Linked DNA regions of Rattus norvegicus: region 1 is linked to region 2. The links are chromatin contacts, called in public Hi-C maps. All regions are on one chromosome and are shown on one strand. Each heading gives the region's core, a stretch centred on a gene start, on an enhancer-like site or on the middle of the called end of the contact. The rest is flanking DNA. Distances are from core to core; before and after follow the strand shown. Region 1 overlaps Zfp831 (zinc finger protein 831). Region 2 holds the start of Nelfcd (negative elongation factor complex member C/D).

What was found. A called contact is a pair of places that touch in the nucleus more often than the background predicts.
Region 1: a Hi-C map of mammary epithelial cells shows a contact between it and region 2, with 2.8 times the contacts expected there. The contact joins the enhancer-like site here to the promoter of Nelfcd in region 2. A contact is called at or near these places in 2 of 12 Hi-C or Micro-C datasets (frontal cortex and mammary epithelial cells).

What each region holds. Positions count from the first base shown.
Region 1 is chr3:183,889,370-183,893,110 of GRCr8, reverse strand. All of the region lies in intron 2 of Zfp831 (zinc finger protein 831), which reads right to left. Among named protein-coding and RNA genes, the nearest start is that of Zfp831, 35 kb to the right of the region's middle. Within about 2 kb of position 2,005, at least 25 of the 93 cell types and tissues checked have an H3K27ac peak or open chromatin away from gene starts, as enhancers often do.
Region 2 is chr3:183,629,755-183,633,667 of GRCr8, reverse strand. It overlaps Nelfcd (negative elongation factor complex member C/D), which reads right to left and starts at 1,700. Exons shown (of 15, transcript NM_001271254.1): 1 at 1,580-1,700. The coding sequence starts at 1,666.

The sequences.
Region 1 (3,741 bases), core at 756-3,255, 260 kb before region 2:
AGAGAAGAAATAGAAAAGGAAAGAATGGAACCCCACGACAGTGCCCCAGGAAATAGCTCCTGGACAAAGCAAGAATGCCAGTCTGCCCTGCTAAAGCAACAGGGTGCTATGCCGGAGTCCACCACTAGGGGCAGCAGAACACTAGTTTCTACCAACAGGAGGGACCGAGAGAGCCTAGGCTGCGTCAGATGAGGCTGGGGGGGTGGGGCAGGGATACAGGATACCCAGAAAGTCCATCTTGGAAAAAAAAGGGGCCCCAAATCACAAATGTAGCTTTGGATCCAAGTGCCAAACTTGAAATGGACCTGGTTCAGTGAGAATCTGGGAAGGATGGATACCCACCCACCAGGAGGGAGGGTACAGAGCTTTCTGGGATAAGAAGAGAAAGCACCTCTCCCCCGAGTGCCACCAATTCCCCAAGGGATTTCTAGGGAGTTGCGCATGTGGAGAAGCAGCTGCCTTCCTATAGTCTCCTGGGCCAGAAGAGAAAAGAAAAAGGAAGCTTCCCCTCAAATCCAACCCGCGAACCCCAAAAGAGCTACAGATAAACCGGGTTTGGCATTTGGTTCTCCTGAGCCAGATGCTGGATGTGTGGGCGTTAGGTAACAAAAAGAGATGGCAGTAAGCCCCGGCTCCCGAACCTCAATAATAACGATATCTGGCAGTGGTGCGTGAGAGACAGGCAGGCAGGCAGGCAGACAGACAGAAGGACAGATGGACAGACAGGGTGTTTGCATTAGCATCGTGTAAACACTGGAAGATCTATCTAGTGTCGAATTCTAGATTTTTCCAGAGAGAGCAGAGCTGGCTTTCTCCCTGTATAGAAGCTAAGACTGCCAGGATGCTAGTCTGGTTTGTTTGTTTGTTTGTTCTTGCCTTTGTTTTGTTTCATTGTTTTTTTTTTTTTCTTTCTTTCAGTGTTGTTATTTTCTTTTGCCGGCAAGAAGGAAAGCTCAGTCCTTAGCAACAGGACTGTAGGTCTGAGGGCCCAGACAATCTGAGTGCCGCATGCTCCTGCCTGTTCTGGGCAGGCTGCAGAGCCGGCTCCTCCGTCTCTACTTAACATTTGTTTTTCTGAGCAGCTTTTTTCCCTCCCGTGTGCTTCGTAAAAACAGAGTAGTTCTGAGCGAGAACTGGGGTGTTTTGAAATTGGGGAGGCCTGACCACATCCACATGTCTCCTCACAGCGACCCTCACCCCATTCCCCGGTCCTTCCGAATCTGCTGGTCTTCTCTTTGCCCATCTCTTTCACCCTGCTCTCTGCAATGCTCAGCTTCTCTGGGTCTCAGCCTCCTACGAGGTCCCCTGCCTGAACTCCTGTCCTTCCTTCCTCTGGGGGCGGTCATCATTCTTCCTTCAGTACATCTAGGTGGCATTTACGTGAAGGCAGGGAAAAGGAACAAACAAACAAGGGTCGCCTGCGTGCTCAGACTCTAAGCTTCAACTGTTCTGCAGGGGTCCAGCCCAGCCAGGAGGTACAAGCCCAGCAGGCGATTAGCCTGCTCCTGGTTTAACCATTTGAATTTCAAAGAATATAAGCTAAGACCCAGCGAGGGGTCCGGGTTCGGAGCAGACCCGGGATGCAGTGGAGGGGTCCAGTCACCTGCCGGGGATCAGGTCCTGCCTGGTCTTGGGCAGCCAGCAGCCAGCAGCCCGCAGATCCTGCTGCAGTCGGCGCCCGCTATTCCTCGCAGGCGGCGGTAGGGGGCACCGTTGAAGCTTGGAAGACGATTTTCCAGCAAATACAGAGTCATGCTCCGCTTTTTTATTTTTTTTTTTCCGGGTAATAAATCCACAGAGCTTGTTTTTAACCCCCACCAGAGGTTAAAGTAGTTTCATAAAAAGTTTTTGGTAAATTCATGGGTAACTTTTTGAGGTTATGTGAGGTTGTTGTCAAAAAAATAAAAAGAAAGGGAGAGAGAAAAACAGCTTTTAGCTGTTGTTCCCTCTCTGCTCATGTAAGACCAGAGTCACAGGAGAGCGGACGGGAGGGGGCTTGGAGCTTGGTATTTTTCCAGTACAGTCCACGCACAGCCACAGCTCCCCAGTCCCCCCGGAAGCCCTCAGTGGGGCTAGGGGGGGGCGTGGGTGGCTGCCCAGGATGTGCTCTGCACCCCAGCCTGCAGCCACCTGCCAGACAGCTGCCCCCCACCCCGAGTCCCTGCTGGCGCCCGGGCTGCAATACTGCAGCCGTCTCGATTTTTCTACAGCTCCCAGCCTGCAGACCCCTGCCTAAAGCGAGTGGGGCTATTGAGAGAGCTGGTCGGGGTCTTTGCATGGATTTCTCGAGTGGCAGTCGGAGTAAGGGTTAAAAGGAACAAGAAGTCTATCCGATTGATAGGAAAGGGGACTGGAGGAGGCAGAGGGAAACAGCGCAGTTAAGGGAGGGGGCGTCGCACATTAACTATGATTCAGAGACTCAAATGCGCCGAGTTCGTTTTTCATCTGCCTTTAGCTAGAAGAGAAAAATAAGGAAATTATAGAAAATTGAGAAGCAAACATCCCTAAGAGCGCTGTGCACCCGGGGGGTGCTTTAATGAACACTTAATAATTTCAAATGTTCGTGCTTAGAGGTGGCTTTTGTCCGTCTCCGGCATGCCAGGTGCCTCGTAGCCATCAAACGCTAATGCCTTGGAGGCTGGGACAAAAAAAAAAAGTCTGAAAGTTAAAAAAAAAACAAAAACAAAAAAAACCCCCAACATTTTAAGACTTTTAGCAGAAAGAAGGGGGGGGGATTTAGGAACCTATCTTTTCGTCCACGTATGAACTTGGGCATGACTCCCTGCCAGTGAGGATGGGGAGGGGGTAGCCTTGGCAGCCACCTCTGACCCCCAAAGGCCATAACGAAAATCAGGTGAGGGAAAACATTTGGCGGAAGCCCTCAAATGCGGAAGCAGGAAGCTGCCTGTTGTTGGAGCTGATTCTCCGAGCTCCCTGCCAGCATCCAAGGTTGAGGTGAAGGCCAACAGAAGCAGGGCTTGTCTGGGGGCTAGGGACCTTAAGCAGAGCACCAGGGCTCCTTGAGCTCCCTGTGGAATATGCATCCACAGAGGTGTTCATGAAGCACGGATACCCAGCCTTCTTTGTGTCTCACTAGGTACCCACTCCCTGGCAGCAGAATGAGACTCCACAGCCTCTGGCTCACTCCTAAGACCTAAAGACATCTTCTCTAGCTAGATGTGGGGTAAAGACGGTAGCGCCCCCTACTGTCTGCCACCCTGGTCACACGCTACTGAGAGCCATAATTTTGTAACAGCTCCCTTCCAAGACATAGCTCCCTGTTGGACCTTGAGGATCCTGTGAAGTGGGCCTCTCAGCAACCCACACACACACACACACGCCGCCCCTTGGAATGAGTCAGGACTTCTAGACAGGAGCCAGATTAGACACTAGCCATACTCCATTTTACAGTTGAAGGCCTCGGGCAAAAAGAGACAGATGTCCCCCGACTTAAAAAAAAAACAAAAAACAAATGAACTCTAAGTCCACAAATGAAATTACCGGTTTCTAGAACACCCCCGCTTCACAGGAAGCTGGGAGACAGGACAGCGGCTTCTCAGGTGAGCTGAGTACAAGGTAACGCAAGAGAACAGATGCTCCGCAAAAAAAAAAAAAAAAAAAAAAACTTCCATCAAAACAATCTTGTTCTCAGCTCCCAGCCAGATGTGGACACCTAACCCCTCTCGATGCAAAGGGATTAGGGAAAGGCTAGGCAGGTGGCAAAGCACCATTAGCATCAGA
Region 2 (3,913 bases), core at 451-2,950:
CTGTCTGTGTGTAGATGTTAGAGGTCGAGGTTGGGTATCTCTCTCCACACCCCCATTTTTGAAGTTCTCACTGACGAGGTCCCACTGGCTGTCGAGGGAGCTCCAGGGATTTCCCAGTGCTGGGTTACAGACAAGGGCTGCCGCCAGTTTCTGAACTTAGGGCCTGGTGTTTGTGTGGCAGGACAGACACGACAGATGTCATTTTGAGTCTTCCTTCCTTCCTCCATTATGGCCCTGGGCAAGGTACTGAGTCTTTTTGCCTGACTTACTAATTAACACTCAATGGGAACTCTAGAGCAGAGGTTCTCAACCTTCCTAATGCTGCAACCCCTCAACACAGTTCTTCATGTTGTGGGGAACCCCACCCATAATATTACTTTCGTCTCTACTTCACAACTGCATTTTGCTACTGTTATGAATTGTAAAGTAAATATGCAGGATATCCGATTTGCTACCAGTTGACCCCCAGAGGGGTCATGGCCCACCGGCCGAGAACTGCTGCTCTAGGGCCTAGAATGAGCTATTACACAAAAGCACTTAGCCCGACATCCAAGTTCGCTAAATCCAACTCCATATATCTGCCACTGAGTTTCCAAGTGATGTAGGACGCCCAGAGTCTTTTCTTTTCTTTTTTTTTTTTTTTTCGGAGCTGGGGACCGAACCCAGGGCCTTGCGCTTGGTAGGCAAGCGCTCTACCACTGAGCTAAATCCCCAACCCCCAGGGTCTTAAGTTGTACTGGTCAGCAAATCTACAGGCTCCAGGGAGGCTGCGCTGATGACTGACAGCTCCCGGTCCAGCAACCAACCAACCAATCAGCCAGCCAACCACAGAGGACTTCCCTCAGTTCCGGAAACCTCTCACTTTTCCTCCACGGCCCTCACTGCACCACCACAGACCACTCCACTGGTATACCCCACTGCATCCTATATTCATTCAAAGTTCATCTTGCTTCCTGTAGAAAAGGCAAACAGTCCGGGGTCCCCGCACACTGTCCAGAAGAGCATGGGAGGCTTAAGTCAATCATACACCTGGATGGGTCTCTGATTTCCTAACCCTGATGTTTTTTGGGACACTGAATGGTGCCAGTTCCCCATCTCTCACCCAAACCCTGGACAGTCAGGGCTACAAGATCTTAAGTCCTGTATTCTAAGGATGGATGAAATCATCCAAAAGTGAAAAGAGAGTTTGGATTGTCCAGCCCCAGAGAGTGTTTTCCCTCCCTCGGGATGCTGCTGGAGTTTGGAGTTAGAGTTTGTTCACTGTGTCACTGTGTCCCTCTTCTTCCTTGGAGTCTGTTCTGCCCCTCCGGCCAGGAGGTACCATGGCTCCTACCTGGCAGAGAGGTCAGCCCCAGGTGTCACTGTAAATCGGAGTGCATGGAAAACTGAGGTCTCTAATGGGGCAGGACCCGCCAGAAGCCCCTCAGTGCGGCTCCAAGGCCCGCCTTGCTAGGGTCCGGGGTCGGAGGTCAGGGAGTCAAGTGTTGACGCCCCCCTGTACCCGGTTCTGGCCGGCGCAGGAGCCGCGAGGACAGGGCAGAGACCCGGCTTCCTGGCGGAACGCCTACTGCCTTCTCACCTGGCCGCCGTCCGCCTCTTCACCCCACTCAGACGCATTCCCGAAGTAGTCTTCTCCCATAATCGTACCCGGCGCTGGACCCGCCATATTTGCCGCGACTTCACTGCGCGTGCGCGGACACAACAAATGAAAGGGCGCACGCGCGGTTCTGGGCCTCAGGCAAGGCTGGAGAGGCGGAGTTGGCAAGGGGCGTGGTTACACGGGGGCGTGGCCCATGCTTTGGCCTTCTCGGTGGAGGGGGAACACCTTGTAGGATTTCTCAAGAGCAAGACTGTACGTCTCAGAGCTTTACATCTAAGTAGAAAACTTCCAGGACAGCTTTTTATTTTCCTTTTTAAGACAGGGTCTCACTCGGAAGTGCAAGCTGGCTTCAAGTTGCTATAAAGACTTCGAAACTTTCAGTGAGCTTAGCTTTGCCTCTCCGGTGCAGCTACCAGCCGAGCTAGGCATCCATTGAGTCTCAGGCTCTCAGAAATGTCCTGATTTTTTTCACCGTGGGCAAAAATTACTCGATGCAGTGCACAGCGAGATATAAAACGTACTTCCAGTGGAGGAGGCCCTACTAAAGCCATGTCTGGGCCCTGGAAAGAGGACCCACTGAACACCTAAGCTGAAAATAACTGGAGAGGCTACCTAGCAGGTGACCCCAAATCACCACTGAGGTTAGTACGGTGGCCTCTGGATGCAGACAATGAGGAGAGGCTAGAGAAAAGAGCCACGAAGTACAGTCATCAGGCACTGATAACAGGCGCTGAGATGCCATTTTACTCCTCCCTACCATCACTCGACAAGTGTTTGTTGAATAACTCCTAAGTGCCTGGATCATTGATAACACCTGGAGCTCCACGAATCCTTGCCACAGCGCAATGATGCTAGGCAACCGAAGCAAATACTCTGTAATAACAGAAGAAACTTTCCCAAGGTGCTCAGGGGCTGTCTTACCATTTCAAACAACCTGGCAAAGAAAGTCCACCACAGGAGCTGGTGGCACCTTGCATTTTAGTTGACGCCGGAGCCACCAGAGTTGACAACCCCTTGCAAGGATTTAGTCCAATGGAGTATTGAAGCATTACAGAGTTGGTGGGGAGTTAGCGGGTCTTAGTTATTATAAAAGTTCATCTGGATTTTTGTTTGCTTGATATATCTGGAATGTCTAGCCGTTTGCTACACCCGAGGGGGAGGGGCGTAAGGAGACCGGAGCTGCAGGGCAGGAGGGGAGAGGGGAACAGGCAGGGCATGGTCTGGTAAGAAGCTACCTAGACTTCCAGTCTGTACACTCACAGGTGGCCCAGCAGGAGGAAGGTTTCTGCCGGGGACAGGGATATGTTCAGGCTGGAGCCTGCTGCACTGGAGACAACTCCGAAAGACTTCTTTGCGGATGGTGGAGGGGGCTATTTTACATATCTCCACTCAATGGACAAAGGTGTTTTCAGTTCAGGAGGGCCCTGCTTTGGGTTCATTTCAGGCTCATTTTTATTTGTTTTCTGAAAATGTTGGAAATAACGAATGTCTGTTAAACTCCAACGATGGCTCGTAGACGAAAGGAATATACTGTCTGGGTGGAAAGCAGGCAGATTCGTGTATGAATAGCTAGCAGCACCCACAGACGCAGGGATTGTCTAACTCACCTCTCCCATAACCAATAGATGCTTATTATGAAACCGGTTGACAAGCCTAACAGAAGCGTTGCGTCCGGCCTGCGTCACCGTCGCTAGAATAATTGATCTCTAGCCTGTGCTCCTGGAAAGGCACGTCTAGTGCGATTTCATTAGCCTTCGTTACCCGAGGTTAATCCTCTAAAAGTTATTTGTTCCCTTGGCTAATAGTTCTGGTGGAGGAGGTCTGTGGGAGTGAGAAGTTGGTCTCAGGTGATCCATTAAAAAAATGTTCGGTGAGTGCCTCCCAGGTAGCCTGGGCTAAGACCTACCTGATCGGGCACCCCACCTGTCAATCACTAGGAAAGAGAAGGGAGAAAATAGAATCTGTCTTAGATGGGAAGGAGGGCAGAAGCTAAAGCAGGGTCACTCGTTAGGAAGCTTTCCCGGGCAATGTTGAGACTTAAGTCTTGAAGCTGAAGGATGAGGTCATGTTGACGAGGGGGGTGGCGGGGACGGGGACACGACATGGACTCAGCAGGTAAAGCACTTGCCCCCAGCCTGGGGACTTGGTTTTGATGCTTGGACTCCAGATGGTGGAAGGAGAGAAACAACCCCCACAGCTTGTCCCCTCACCCCCTCCCGCACCGAGCACATTTTATTTAAAGTTTGTTTACGTTTACAGTAAAAAGCTAAAGTCAAGGGAGAGGAGCCGGGGAGGGTGTCTGCAGCACCACCT